Linked DNA regions of Sminthopsis crassicaudata: region 2 is linked to region 1. The links are chromatin contacts, called in public Hi-C maps. All regions are on one chromosome and are shown on one strand. The core of a region is the stretch at or near the end of the contact, and the rest is flanking DNA. Distances in the headings are between cores, read along the strand shown. Region 1 holds the start of LPAR5 (lysophosphatidic acid receptor 5). Region 2 holds the start of LAG3 (lymphocyte activating 3).

The links. A called contact is a pair of places that touch in the nucleus more often than the background predicts.
Region 2: a contact with region 1 is called in a Hi-C map of hippocampus, with 2.7 times the contacts expected there. The contact joins the promoter of LAG3 here to the promoter of LPAR5 in region 1. A contact is called at or near these places in 2 of 2 Hi-C or Micro-C datasets (fibroblasts and hippocampus).

The regions. Positions count from the first base shown.
Region 1 is chr5:187,514,611-187,520,705 of ASM4859323v1, reverse strand. LPAR5 (lysophosphatidic acid receptor 5) reads left to right here and starts at 3,476. Exons shown (of 1, transcript XM_074266771.1): 1 at 3,476-5,020. The coding sequence starts at 3,476. The coding sequence ends at 4,582. ACRBP (acrosin binding protein) reads left to right here. Exons shown (of 11, transcript XM_074266769.1): 10 at 1,401-1,493; 11 at 3,341-5,020. The coding sequence ends at 1,466.
Region 2 is chr5:187,673,555-187,679,649 of ASM4859323v1, reverse strand. LAG3 (lymphocyte activating 3) reads right to left here and starts at 3,606. Exons shown (of 9, transcript XM_074269052.1): 1 at 1,540-3,606; 2 at 1,120-1,206; 3 at 765-924; 4 at 1-69. The coding sequence starts at 1,177. It overlaps PTMS (parathymosin), which reads right to left. Exons shown (of 5, transcript XM_074269054.1): 2 at 4,854-4,925; 3 at 4,635-4,701; 4 at 4,411-4,472; 5 at 3,705-4,256. The coding sequence ends at 4,206.

The sequences.
Region 1 (6,095 bases), core at 2,227-4,726:
GACTTAAGAGTAAGGAATATCTGAGTTAAGATCTGAGTTCAAATTCTGCTTCATATACCTGCCAGTTGTATGCTCCTGGGAAAGTCATAACTTCTGTGTCTCATCTCTAAAATGAGGTGGTTGGATTAACTCTGCACAATAAAAATTCCTTCAAAAAACATAGGAGTGGAGGAGGGAGGGAATCTAAAGGAGCAATTTAATAGGATCGCAGAGCTAGTAAGGACCTTGGAGGCCATCTGGACCAGCTGCCTCATTTTAGAGACAAAGGAACAAAAATTGAAAAGTTAAATGGATTGCCCAGGGTCACATAGGAGAGTTGAATCCAGGTCCCCTCACTCTAGACCTAGCATGCTTTGCATGGCTCCATCTTGCTTCTTATTTGCTCTGCTATGGACCCCCAGCTTTTCTATTCCTCTGTCCCAAGGAAAGAGTCACCTCCATCACCCTGAAAGACTCCTCCTGGGAAGAAGGCAAATGGATTCCTCTTCGTGCTCAGAGTAAGATAAGATGCTGAATGTGATTTATGGGTACTTTTCAGGAGTGTTGGAACAAAGGTTTATAGAAAATCTGGGTCTGTAGTGTGAGCCAAACTGCTGGTTGCAGAACATCAGAGTGTCTGAGGCCAGATAGTCAGGGGGTCAGACAGATAGCTTAACACCAGTCAGGCTGCATAGGCAGCTGTGTATGTTTTATAATTTCTTTGAACTCAAACCAAAGGGAATAGTTTTAACCCACTAGAGTAGAGTTTAAAGACTGGCAGAATAAAAAATTCCCTGACTGTTAGTGTGGTAAGATATCAGTAAACGTCAAGACTTTAAGAATCTTCAAATTCTTTAGTGTCCCTCCACCAGGAGGCTATAGAATGGAGTTTAAAGAGAAGATAGCTGCCTCAGAACCCAGTTAACAGAAAGTTAATCCTTCCCATAATATGGTAATTATAACAATTCATATTTATAGAATACTTTAATGTTTATAGAGCATTTTCTCAAACCACCGATATCTAGAAAGTTGTTGGGGAGAGAGGTGTAATTCCTAAAGTATAGGAAGGAGAGAGTCCTTTTAGGACTCATGGATTGGAGGTGGTAATTTGTTAAGTGAGGAGAAGAAGCCAAGGAGTCAGAGGGGTGACAGATTTTGTGCCAGTAGGAGATGAGTTAGTGGCACTTCTTTTAGAAATGAGGAAGTTGAGGAAAGTGATTTTCTATTTCTCTTTGACATATGTGCATGTCTTCTTGCTTCTCACCTCAGCCCAGAAATTCTTCTTCCTTTTCCTTCCCTCCCCACCAACACCACCAGCCAATAACCATCAACCAATGGGGTACCAAATGTGTGTGTAGGGGGGGAATGGAGGAATTCTTGGGCCTGTGCAATCTCTCTCATACTTCCTGTCTGCTGCATAGGACAACCCTGCCCTCCTTGCTTATCTCAGCAATGTGCAGAGCCCAGCCCAGCTCAGAGGGCACTGAGATGGATCACAGAGAGCTACAGGACAGGTGAGAAGACAGATGCCTGGGGCTGGGGTTAAAAGTGGGAGATGTAGAGGGGAGAGAGCATGGGAGGTTCAAAGGAGGGCGGCTGCATACTGGAATCTGTGTAGGTGATTTGGGAGAAAATTACTCAGGAGAAGTCACTGTGTCCAATAGGGCATAAATCTACCTTATTGTATTGAATATGTATCAGTTGCATTTTCTGTGTATGTGAGTGTGTGTGTATGTATGTATGTATGTATCTTTGTGTATTTGTAAGCTCCTCGAGGGCAGAAGCCATATACTTTTAGAGATCCTAGCACAATGCTGGGTTCAGGGTCAGTACTCAATAAATACTTGCTAATGGATCATCTCTGTGTCCCCTGTTTCATGTGTCTGTACATTTTACTAGGCTTTAGTTTAAGTGTACATTTCCTTGTTACTGCGTCTCTCTCCCTCCTATGCTCATTCTTTGTACCTGTGGATCTATTTTCCCCTGGTTGCAGATGTCTGATGAAATGAGGCCCCAGAATTGTGATCTAGGGTAGCTGTACTGTCTCTGTTCCTCTCCTACCCACAACCTCTCTCTCCCCTTTTCCCCCTCCCCTCCCAATAAATACACACAGGGCCTTCTCCTTTGAACAGATGTATTGGTTTGAGATGGCAGATTTCAACTGCTCCTAACCTATTCCCTTCTCCTCCCCTACCCATTTCAGTTTGTTTCTCTTTCCCATTTGGCTTGGCCCAGTGCCCATCTACCCCACTGTAGGCCTTAGGGACCAATCAAGTCAGAGAAAGGGATGAGGAGGCTAGGGTAGGGTTAAATTAAGGGAGGTTGGAAAAGGGGCAGAACTCAGAAAACTTAGAGAATTCCAATATACAAAAAAAAGCTCCATGGTGGGCTGATTGTTTTGCTTCTCCAAACCAACTTTATGGGGGGAGGTGGTAAAATTAGTTTTGCTTTTAAAATAGAAGTTCCTCTAGTTCATTTATGTGCCTAATCAACTAGTATTTGTTAAATGGCTACTAGGAGCCAAACAGAGTGCTTACAAGCTTAATGGCTTGATGGGGAGGGCCTAGTAGAATAATAATGACTAACATTTATATAGCACTTACAATGTTCCAGACTCTGTACTAAGTACTTTACAATTATCTAACCTTTCAAGTGTTAGGAGTGGTAACATATTTTAAGAGCTATTCTATAGGAAAGACATATAAAGTCCTCTCAATTGGAATGGAGAGTAGAAGGGAAATTGGATTATACAAAGCCTTTCAGAATCTTCTATATAATTATAACATAACATTTGTGAAAATGTTAAGATGTGGTTAATCTATATATGTCTCTGACAGGATGTAACAGTTGTGTCTTGATGTTTTGATCAACTTAGCATATACCATTGAGTATCTACTAAAGGGAGAGAGCTGGATTAGGGACTTTGGAAATGGGAAAGGTAGAAAAATAGAAGATGAACTCCTTAAGAGTTTATATCTAATTGAAGAAACTTTATAGAGCTATAATGGAAAGAGTGCTCATCAACCTACGAGGAGATTGTAAACGGAGTACTTAAGTGCTCAGAGGACTTTATAAATAAGGGACAAAATTATGTGTGTTCAAGAAAAACTCTGGCTTGAAGTAAGAGGGGAAAAGGGGAAGCAGGATGGTAAGGAAGAAGTCAACTCAATTATATCTGACTACAGATTTAGGCTAACCTGAAAAAGTAGTGGGATGGTTTCAGGACTTCCTGGGGGGGGGGGGGAGAACTACTGAAAAAAGTCCCACTTCCTGCAGTTGCTTCAGTTACTGTATATGATATGATATGCATATGTGTTTGTTCTTTCTGGCTATTGAACTTGGGCTTCCTTTCACATTTCAGGTCCCCATTGTAACAAAAGAGGAGCACTGGAGTTTCTGGCTTCTCTCTGTTTCCTCTACTCCATCTTGGTTGTACCTGGCCCTTCCTGCCCAACTTGAGGGATAATGTCCTTAGCTTAGCCCACTTGTTGGGGAAATGTCGGCCAACTCCACCTCCACTGGCACTGATATCCCCACGTGTCCTGACTACCGACTTTTCCACCGCCTGCACCTGGTGGGCTACAGTCTGGTGCTTGCTACTGGCCTTCCCCTCAATGCCTTGGCACTATGGGTGTTCCTCCGAGCCCTACAGGTCCATTCGGTGGTCAGTGTCTACATGTGTAACCTGGCAGCTAGTGATCTGCTTTTTACCCTTTCCTTGCCCCTACGGATCTCCTACTATGCTCTTCACTACTGGCCCCTTCCGGACCTCCTGTGCCAGACAGCAGGGGCCGCCTTCCAGATGAATATGTATGGCAGCTGCATTTTCTTGGCCCTCATCAATATGGATCGTTATGTGGCAATCGTCCACCCACTGCGGCTTCGCCACCTACGCAGGCCTATGGTGGCGAGGCTACTCTGCCTGGGGGTCTGGGCTTTGATCCTGGTGTGTGCTGTGCCTGCCGCTCGGGTTCACGCTCCCTCACCCTGCTATTATGAGAACATCACTGTCAACCTGTGCTTTGAGAGCTTCAGCGAGAAGTTGTGGCAGGGCAAACTGCTGCCCTTGGTACTTCTTGCTGAAGGGCTGGGTTTCATACTGCCCTTGATAACCATGATCTACTCTTCCAGTCGGGTCTTCTGGACCTTGGCCCGGCCCAGTACCACCAGGAGTGAACGACGCAGGAAAACGGTGCGCCTCCTGCTGGCTAACCTGGTCATTTTCCTCCTGTGTTTTGTGCCCTACAATACAGCCCTGGCTGTGTATGGGCTGCTTCGGGGAAAGCTGGTAGATGCCAGCTCCGATGCCCGGGACAAGGTGCGCCAGGTGTTGGTGGTGATGGTAGTGTTGGCTAGTGCCAACTGCGTCTTAGATCCCCTTGTATACTATTTCAGTGCAGAGGGCTTCCGAAACACTCTGCGAGACCTGGGAACTACTCGATGGGTAAAAGTCAGGTCTGCCAATGGATCTCAGGGACTACCTAGGCAACGGGAAAGTGCTACTCTCTCCACTCATGTTGAGGATACCTCTCACTGTGAACTGCTCTCACCTACACCTCTGGAAAAATCCTTCAGCCAATCCATCAAAGATTCAACCATCTGAGCAGAAACACTGGCTGGATTTCCCCTTCAAATTCATTCTCATGCACCTTAAGAGATTGCAAATGATCAAGGTAGTGTGGAGACAGGATCAGGTACCCAGACTCAGGTTTCAATCTTGGCGGTTAGTTCCAGGAATAAACAAAGTCTTAAGTATAAGGAAGGAGTTCCATAGAACCCTCTTTCTTAAAGAGGAGGAAAAATCCTTTCCTCCTTCCTCTGTCCAAAGATAGGGAAACATGAATGCCCAAGTTGTAAATTTGGCCCCTTTGAAGTTACCCAGTTGAACTGTCTGCTGAAAAGTCTCCTCACTAGAATGTTTTCTGCAAGGTATGCTTCCTCATACCACTGGGCCTTAGATCCCTTTATTTTGTTTTGAGGGGGGGGGTGGTAGGAAGGGATGGAGGAGTCATAGATGAATAAAATTGAAGGTAGGAAATGATTCTCCTCTTCTACGGAGTCAACTTTCTTTTTGGTGTGAGGTTAGAATGATCCATTTCTTAAACTCTGACGTGGGGCAGTGGGACAAGGTCATGGTTGGTTTGTGGCAAAATGGTGACGTAGAGAAGTTATCAGTTTCTCATCTCCTTTCACTCTCATCTGTCACAAATACCTGCGCCTTCATCTACCACGTTTCTTCTGCCTTTAAGAACAAAAGCAACCTGATCAACGCGTTTGCCTTATCTAAGTGAGAGCTATTCAACATCCATGATCCCCAACCCCAAACTTTAGGTACCGTGTTATTTAAAGATTTAAAATAGGATTACAGGGAGAGGACAATGTTTAACACAAAGGAATGAGGTATTAGTAGAATCTCCCGAGTCATAGAGGAGATATTTGGAGGTGGGGAGGAGAAGCCAGGAGCAGTAGGGTGGAGCTTATTGGCTGTCCCAGCTGGTAGAGAAGGGAGAACCACAAGAGAAATGAAAGAAGGAAATGCCCCATGTCACAAGCTTATTCTGAAATGAGGGGTAGGAGGGCCCGGCAGGGAGGGAGGAATGGGGGCTTTTCATGCCGTGAGTGGGGAAAAGAGAGACCGGAAGCAGAACATTCCCATGCGAGGGAGTGCTCTGGGCTTCTTGGCTCCCTGCCCCCACTGCCACACCACCCACACACCAGCACCCCAACCCCCCACCCTGGGAGAAGATTCCAACCAGAGCAACAAAGATGTTGCATGTATCTTGTGCCTCTGTATATCCCCCGGTTTTTTTTAATGTGTATATTTCTATGTTACCCAGCGTGTACGTATTTCTGTCTGTGTCATTGTTGCTTAACTAGGGTCTCCTGTGTGTCCTTTCGAGGTCATTAACAAACGGTTTGATTTTTAAGGGTAAAATGACCCCTGGTGGCCAAACTGGAGAATTGGCTCAGATTTCTCTGCCGGCCCTCTTGTCTTAAAGCAGGGGGATGGCTGGTGGTTAGTGCTCTTGATGACTCTCACCCTGCCACAGAGAAACAGGTCTGGTGTCTTTCTAGGGACAGTGCAAGCTCCTATGACAAAAATGTGGCCAGCTTTT
Region 2 (6,095 bases), core at 2,357-4,856, 160 kb before region 1:
GAAAGCCTAAAGCTCCGCAAACCACCTGGCCCCACCCTGAACACTGTGTACCATCTGGCCTGGGGGGTCCTGTGGAAGGAAAAAGGATAGAGGAGCCAGAAAGAAAGAGATAAATTATCTGAGAGAAGGGATGATACCTAAATTATAAAGACAAAGATAAGGTTTGGGGTTGATGGGAAAGAAAAGAAAGAGAGATAAAGAAGAAATCACAGAAGCTTAGAGCTGGGATCCCTTAAAGATAATCTAATCCTTTCCTCTCATTTCACAGATGAGAAAACTAAAATGCAAAAGGGAAATGTCACAGTCACCACATACTCATTCCAGTTCTTTTTCCGTTACATATATGAAGGAGGGGGAGAGTGATGGGGACAAGGAGACCCCAAGAGAAGTGATTAGATTGTTATTGAACAAAAGCAGTCCATAGGACGCTAGAATGGCAGGGGCCCATTTCTTAAGGAGAGCGATATTGAAATAGGTAGGGGGTAATAAGAGACTGGGGGTACGAAGTAGAATCCAGGCTACATAAGCTAGAGCATCTCCAAGGGAGGGAGGGAATTAAAAAATAGGCAAGGCCAGGCAAAAGAGACAAGAAGGAGAACATGAGGGGAAATGACTGGAAAGTTTCGGAAGCTGAACAAAGGGCCTAGACAAGGGAACAAACCGTGACAGCCGGGGAGGAACAGTATAATTTGAGGGGGAAAGAGTTATCAGTATAGTTTGATTTGGGATTTAGATATTTGGGTTTCTGAGTTTGAGCTCCATACCTGTCCTGCCAGCGCTGCCAGGTGACAGTCACCTTCCAAATAGAACTATGCCCCCGAGAGAAGTTTTGTTGGATGCTTGAGAGGATGCAGGGGAGTTGAACAGGGAAACCCTCTTTGCCCCACACCACCTGGACTTCTTTGCTGGGCATTTGAGTCCCTGCTGTAGAAAAAGAGAAGCTGGGGAAATTGAGGTAGAAACTGGGGACAATGACTCCAAATTCCAGGGACAGGTAAATCTACCTGAGGAAAACTCTAAGACAACCCACTCAAAGCTGTGGCAGTCTCCAGGTAATCTTGTGGAGAATTCCATCCACCCAATGCCAAGTATTCAGACTAGCCCCTCTCTGCAGCTTACCTCTGGCAACCAGCAGCAGTAGCAGAAATTGAGTTAGGGATCTCACCTCCCACAGCATCTCTTCTTCAAGGAGGCCTGGATAGAGCCCTCCAAGAAAGAACAGGATAGAGATGAGAGGAGGGAGATGTAGGGAGGAAGAGGATGTCAGGAGGAAGATAGAGCCTGAGATCAGGTGGCAGGAGATAGAGGTAGAAAGCAAGAAATAAGAAGACAAGAGGAATGGAGAGAGAAATCAGGTGAGAAAAATTCAGAGGGGGTTGAAGGAATAAAGACCAAAGAGAGAAGTGCTGGGATGGAGTACTTCTCTGATGTCTTGGCTTCCCAGTAGCAATGATAACTCCTCTGAGGACCTTGCCCCCTCACCTCCTCCTCTTTCTCCCCCACAGTCCCCACTTCCCCTCCCAATTGCCCCCCTCCTACCTCTTCTGGGGCTCACTGTTTCGATTCACATCGGAAAATGTGAGGGGGCTGATTCCCAGCAGCACCAATCCCCGCCCCTCCTGTTATTGTCCCCTTGTTTACTTCTTTCTGTCCTGGGTTCACCTCCCTCCCTAACCCCAAGGCTTCTCTCTCTGTCCTTCACTCCCCCACCCAAAGGCATTCCAAACCTGCCCATCATCTACACTTCCCTATTAAAATGTAATCTCCTTTAGAGAAGGGATGGTTTCATTTTTTGTACATATGTCCAGTACAATGTCTGACACATAGATGCTTAACAAATACTTGTTGATGAATCGAACGACTGATTCACTTCCGTGTAAAGACCCTTCTTTGGTTACCATTCCTTTTCTTCATGTCTTTTGCCTATTTGCCTATTTTCCTCACCCCTACCTCTACCTAAGATTTCTCCAAACTTAATTCTCTGATCCATAAATAAACATCACGTCCCCCTGTGTTCCCAGGAAACAGGCAAATGGGGAATCAGCACTACACTCCAGAGGAAGATAGAGTACAATGGCTGCCTCCCCTGCCCACCTGGTCTGCTACTAAGATCACAGCATTTAGAAAAGGTGAGGATCTTAAGAAATTGTCTGGTCTAATCTTTCTATTTTATATGAAGAAACTGAAGCCCAGAGAAGTTAAGTGCTTTGTCCAAGAAAAGAAGTAGGAAATAGCGATTGGAATTTGAATCCATATCCACTGCCTCCAAATCTGGTGTTCTAGTTAATGCACTGTTGCTGCATGTCTAGAGTTCTATTGGAAGCCAGTGGGGTAAGGAAAGACCTTGAATGGAAAGATGAAGCCCGATGAGTCAAAATTGCCTCTTAAGCCACCCCTCCTGATACCTCACGTTTCTTTCATCCCAAGCTGGTCCTGAACCAAGGAGAGGAGAAATGAGACCGCATAAGACAAAAAGATGCTAAGAAACAGTTGTAGAGGAAAAAAAAAAAAACCTTAAAAGACAAACACAAGAAAAGATGGATTTCAAAAGAGAGAAAAAAGGAGGGGCATTTAAAGTACAAGGAGAAGCCTTCCCAATTTGTTTTCCTATTCTCTTTCCCCAATCCAACTCAGATACAAAGGTGCACACACACCCGCTCTTGCACGCCTGTGCGTGCACACACACACACACACACACACTCCACCCAGAGTGTCAGAATATAGGCTGAGAAATCCTCCCCTTTTCCAATAGAGAAAATGATATTAATAATTAATTTTAATAATAAAAAAGTAATTCATATATATAAAGGTTTATATTTACAGAGGATATTATACATGTTACTTTAATTGCTCTCAATAAACTCTAGATGCAATTATTATTATTCTCATCTCACCCATGAACAAACTGAGGCTTCAAAAGGCAAGAGCTGGGACTCAAAGCTCCAAATCCTAACTCTTAGTGGAGGTATCTTTCCACTGCACCAGTGGCTAGGGAGATGGAGTAGCTCCAGAGGAAGACTCGAAAATTTCCTGTAGTTTACATTGGCTCCTTAAATTAGAGGGTCCCAACGCAAAGCCCTCATCTTTGCCTCATACCCCTTTTCCTTGTGGCAACAAGCATACACTATTCCCCTCTCTCATTAGAACTTCCTGTCTTAAGCCTTCTTGTATTTGCCTGGGTCAGCAAAATTGCCAGTCTCGGTAGCTTTATGCTCCATTCGGCATTATGTCTTTGTGAACGTTGTATGTCAGTGCACATACAGGTATGTGAGGGAAGCAGGAAAGGAGAGGAAGCAGGGCATGGGAGAGGGAGGCAAAGGGCATGCCCAAGAAATCTTCAGATCTACTTCCTGTCACAGAGTGAAGAGGGCCCAGGTGTGTCAGCCCCTATCCTGGCCCTGGGTTCTTCTTTTGATTAGGAGGCGGTAGAAGAAAGGACAGGAACGTTGGTAGACCGCAACGTGTAAAAGATTTCCCACATATTCCCTTTCTACTGTGGATATCCAGCACCTGTGTTTGGTGGGTCTCTCATGTTTTTCAGGTGTATGGATAGCTCCGATGAGGGGAGAAGAATTAGGGGAAGGAGGATGGTTATTTCATTGTCCATGAAGAGAGGACGGCTCCCCCCCCCCCAGCCCAAAATTGTACCTTTGTCCCACCCCACATACACACACACTTGTCAGCCGGGAGAAGAAGGAGGCAGGTTAAAAACAGAAGCGCGACCATTTCTTTATTAAATTATACAAAAAGGATAAAGGGGAGAGGGGGCAGCTGTGGGGCTCAGCCCCAACCCCAGCCTGGTGCTGTGAGGGGGTGGGGAATCTGAGGGAGATCCAGGGATCAGGCAGGGAGAGTGGGAGAGAAGGCAGAAGGGGAGATTTAGGAATGTGGAAAGGGGTAGAATTGGATTTTGAAGAATCAACTGGGGGATGGGAAGAGATATGAGGATATGGAAAAGAAGAGTAGTCTGGGGATCAGCTGGGAAGCTCAGGGATGGGGAATGTTCAGGAGGTGAAGGAATGGAGAGGTAAAAATTGGAATACCTGGAAAGGGAACAGTAAGAAGGCTGGGGAGAATAGGAGGGGGACAGCTCTGGGGAGGAATCCAGAACAGGGAGCCAGGTGAAAGGCCGCTGCACTTATCCCTCCCCATCTCACTTCCAGGCCCATGGGGTCCTCCCCACCCTCAGCCCAGACGACTGAGGCTCACACCGATGCCCCGTTTTCTGTCTTCTGCCTTTTAGGATCGGCTTCATCCTGCAGAGGGAAAAAGGATCCTCATGAATGCAAAAGAAGCAGGATTTGTTTCTAGTCCCAGCTCTGTCCCATACTCCAGAGAATCTTGGTTCAGACTTGAAAAGGGCCCCAGGATCTGTCATTTCCCCCTCCAATCCCTGGACCCAGCCCCAACCTCATCCTCAGCAGCTCTCTTCAGTGCGGGCCCTTCGTCATCATCTTCCTCTTCTTCCTCATCTGTGAAGCCAGAAATTGGTCACTGTGGAGGGGCAAAGGTCATCTCCAGAGACCACTGGAAGTTGCCCCTGACCCTTGCTTCAGTTCTTCAACTCTGACTTGATTCTACTTCCATCGACCCCCATCATCCCCGACACTCTTTGATCTCACCTTCCTCCTCACCCTCATCATCATCTTCTCCATCCTCTGCAGTCTCCTCCTCCTCCTCTTCAGCTCCATTCTCCTCCTCCTATGAGTACCAGAAAACCAGATCACATTGGTTGGGCATGCACCCAATAGATTAGTCCCGGGGATGGGGGGGAGGGTAGACAAAAAGGTATCTCAGGCAATAGCTCCCCCAAGGTTTCCTAGTGGCTCCCTCCCCTCCCCTCCCCGCTGTACCTCCACCACGTCTTTCTTCCTCTCTTTCCGACTAGTCTTCTCTTCTACTTTTTCTTTCTTCTCCTTCAGGTCCTGTGGAAGAGGGAACAAACGGCTCATCTGTGTCTTACCACAAAAGTGAATTGCCTTGAGAGCACTGTCCTGTTCCCCCTAGCTCCCAACCTCAAGCAGAAAGCCTAGAGGGCATTGGTTCGGTGTGACAAAGCGCCCAGTGCCCCTTCATGTGGGACAGGAAAGGTGCCAAGTTTTACTCTAAACTCCTCCTGGAAGGCCGAATGTGGGAACGGGAGCGAGAAGAAACAGAAGCCCGTCACCTTGGTGGCTCGCTGATTGCCACCTCCCTGAACACCCCCACTCCCCACCCCCCAGCCCCCCTTTGAGTGGCTGAAAAGCTCAGCTCAGCAAAGCAAATCCCTTCCATCTGCTCCGGCCCTTAATGCCCCACCCCCTCCCAATGTCCCTCCTCCTCCGCCCGGCCCCCTCCCACTGCCCACCCCTCCGCCTTTTGTCTACCTCTGGGGCCTCTATCTGCATGTTTTCTCTGGAGCATCGATCCCCTCTAACCCCCCCCCACCTCACCGCCTCCCCCAGCTTCTCTCCCTTTTGGTCTCTTCCTTTGTCGCTCTGTGTCTCTGTCTCTGTGTCTCCTTTTCATGCCGGGTGTTCCGCTAGACATTCTACCCGAACAGAAGCAGCACTCCGCTAGTGCCCTCCTCAGCGCCCCAACTCGCGTATGCTAGTCCCAAACTGGGTCACAAGGTCAAGTGTCTTTCCCTGACTCCAGGCTCTCCTCCCTTCGGCAAAGTTGGAAGGGGGGGTTAGGGTAGGAGGTCAAGCGGGGGATGGGCGCGGGGATGGGGAAAGAAAAGGAGAGGAAAAAAAGAAAGGATGCAGAGAAGACTCAGTGCAATAAAAAGATAGGTAGCTTTGGCCCGAGGCCAGGGAACAAGTCGGGGTGGTCTAAGAATACAGATGGGGTGGGGGTGGGAGGGAGCCTAGCTTAGGCTCACCCTGCCATGACCCGCTGTCTTCTTTACCCCAGAGACTCGGCACTCTCCTTTAGCCAGTCCCTGCTCCAGGTCCCCTGGAAGTGACTCCTGTCTTTAGAAGAGTAAGAATGAACACCTTAAGTCCTCCCTCTCACCCCCTTCCAACTATGAGGATATTTTATTTATTTTTGGTATCGCTTTAATTTTCTGTGCGCCTCAGATTCCACACATGTTTACTTCATTCTGTCTATGA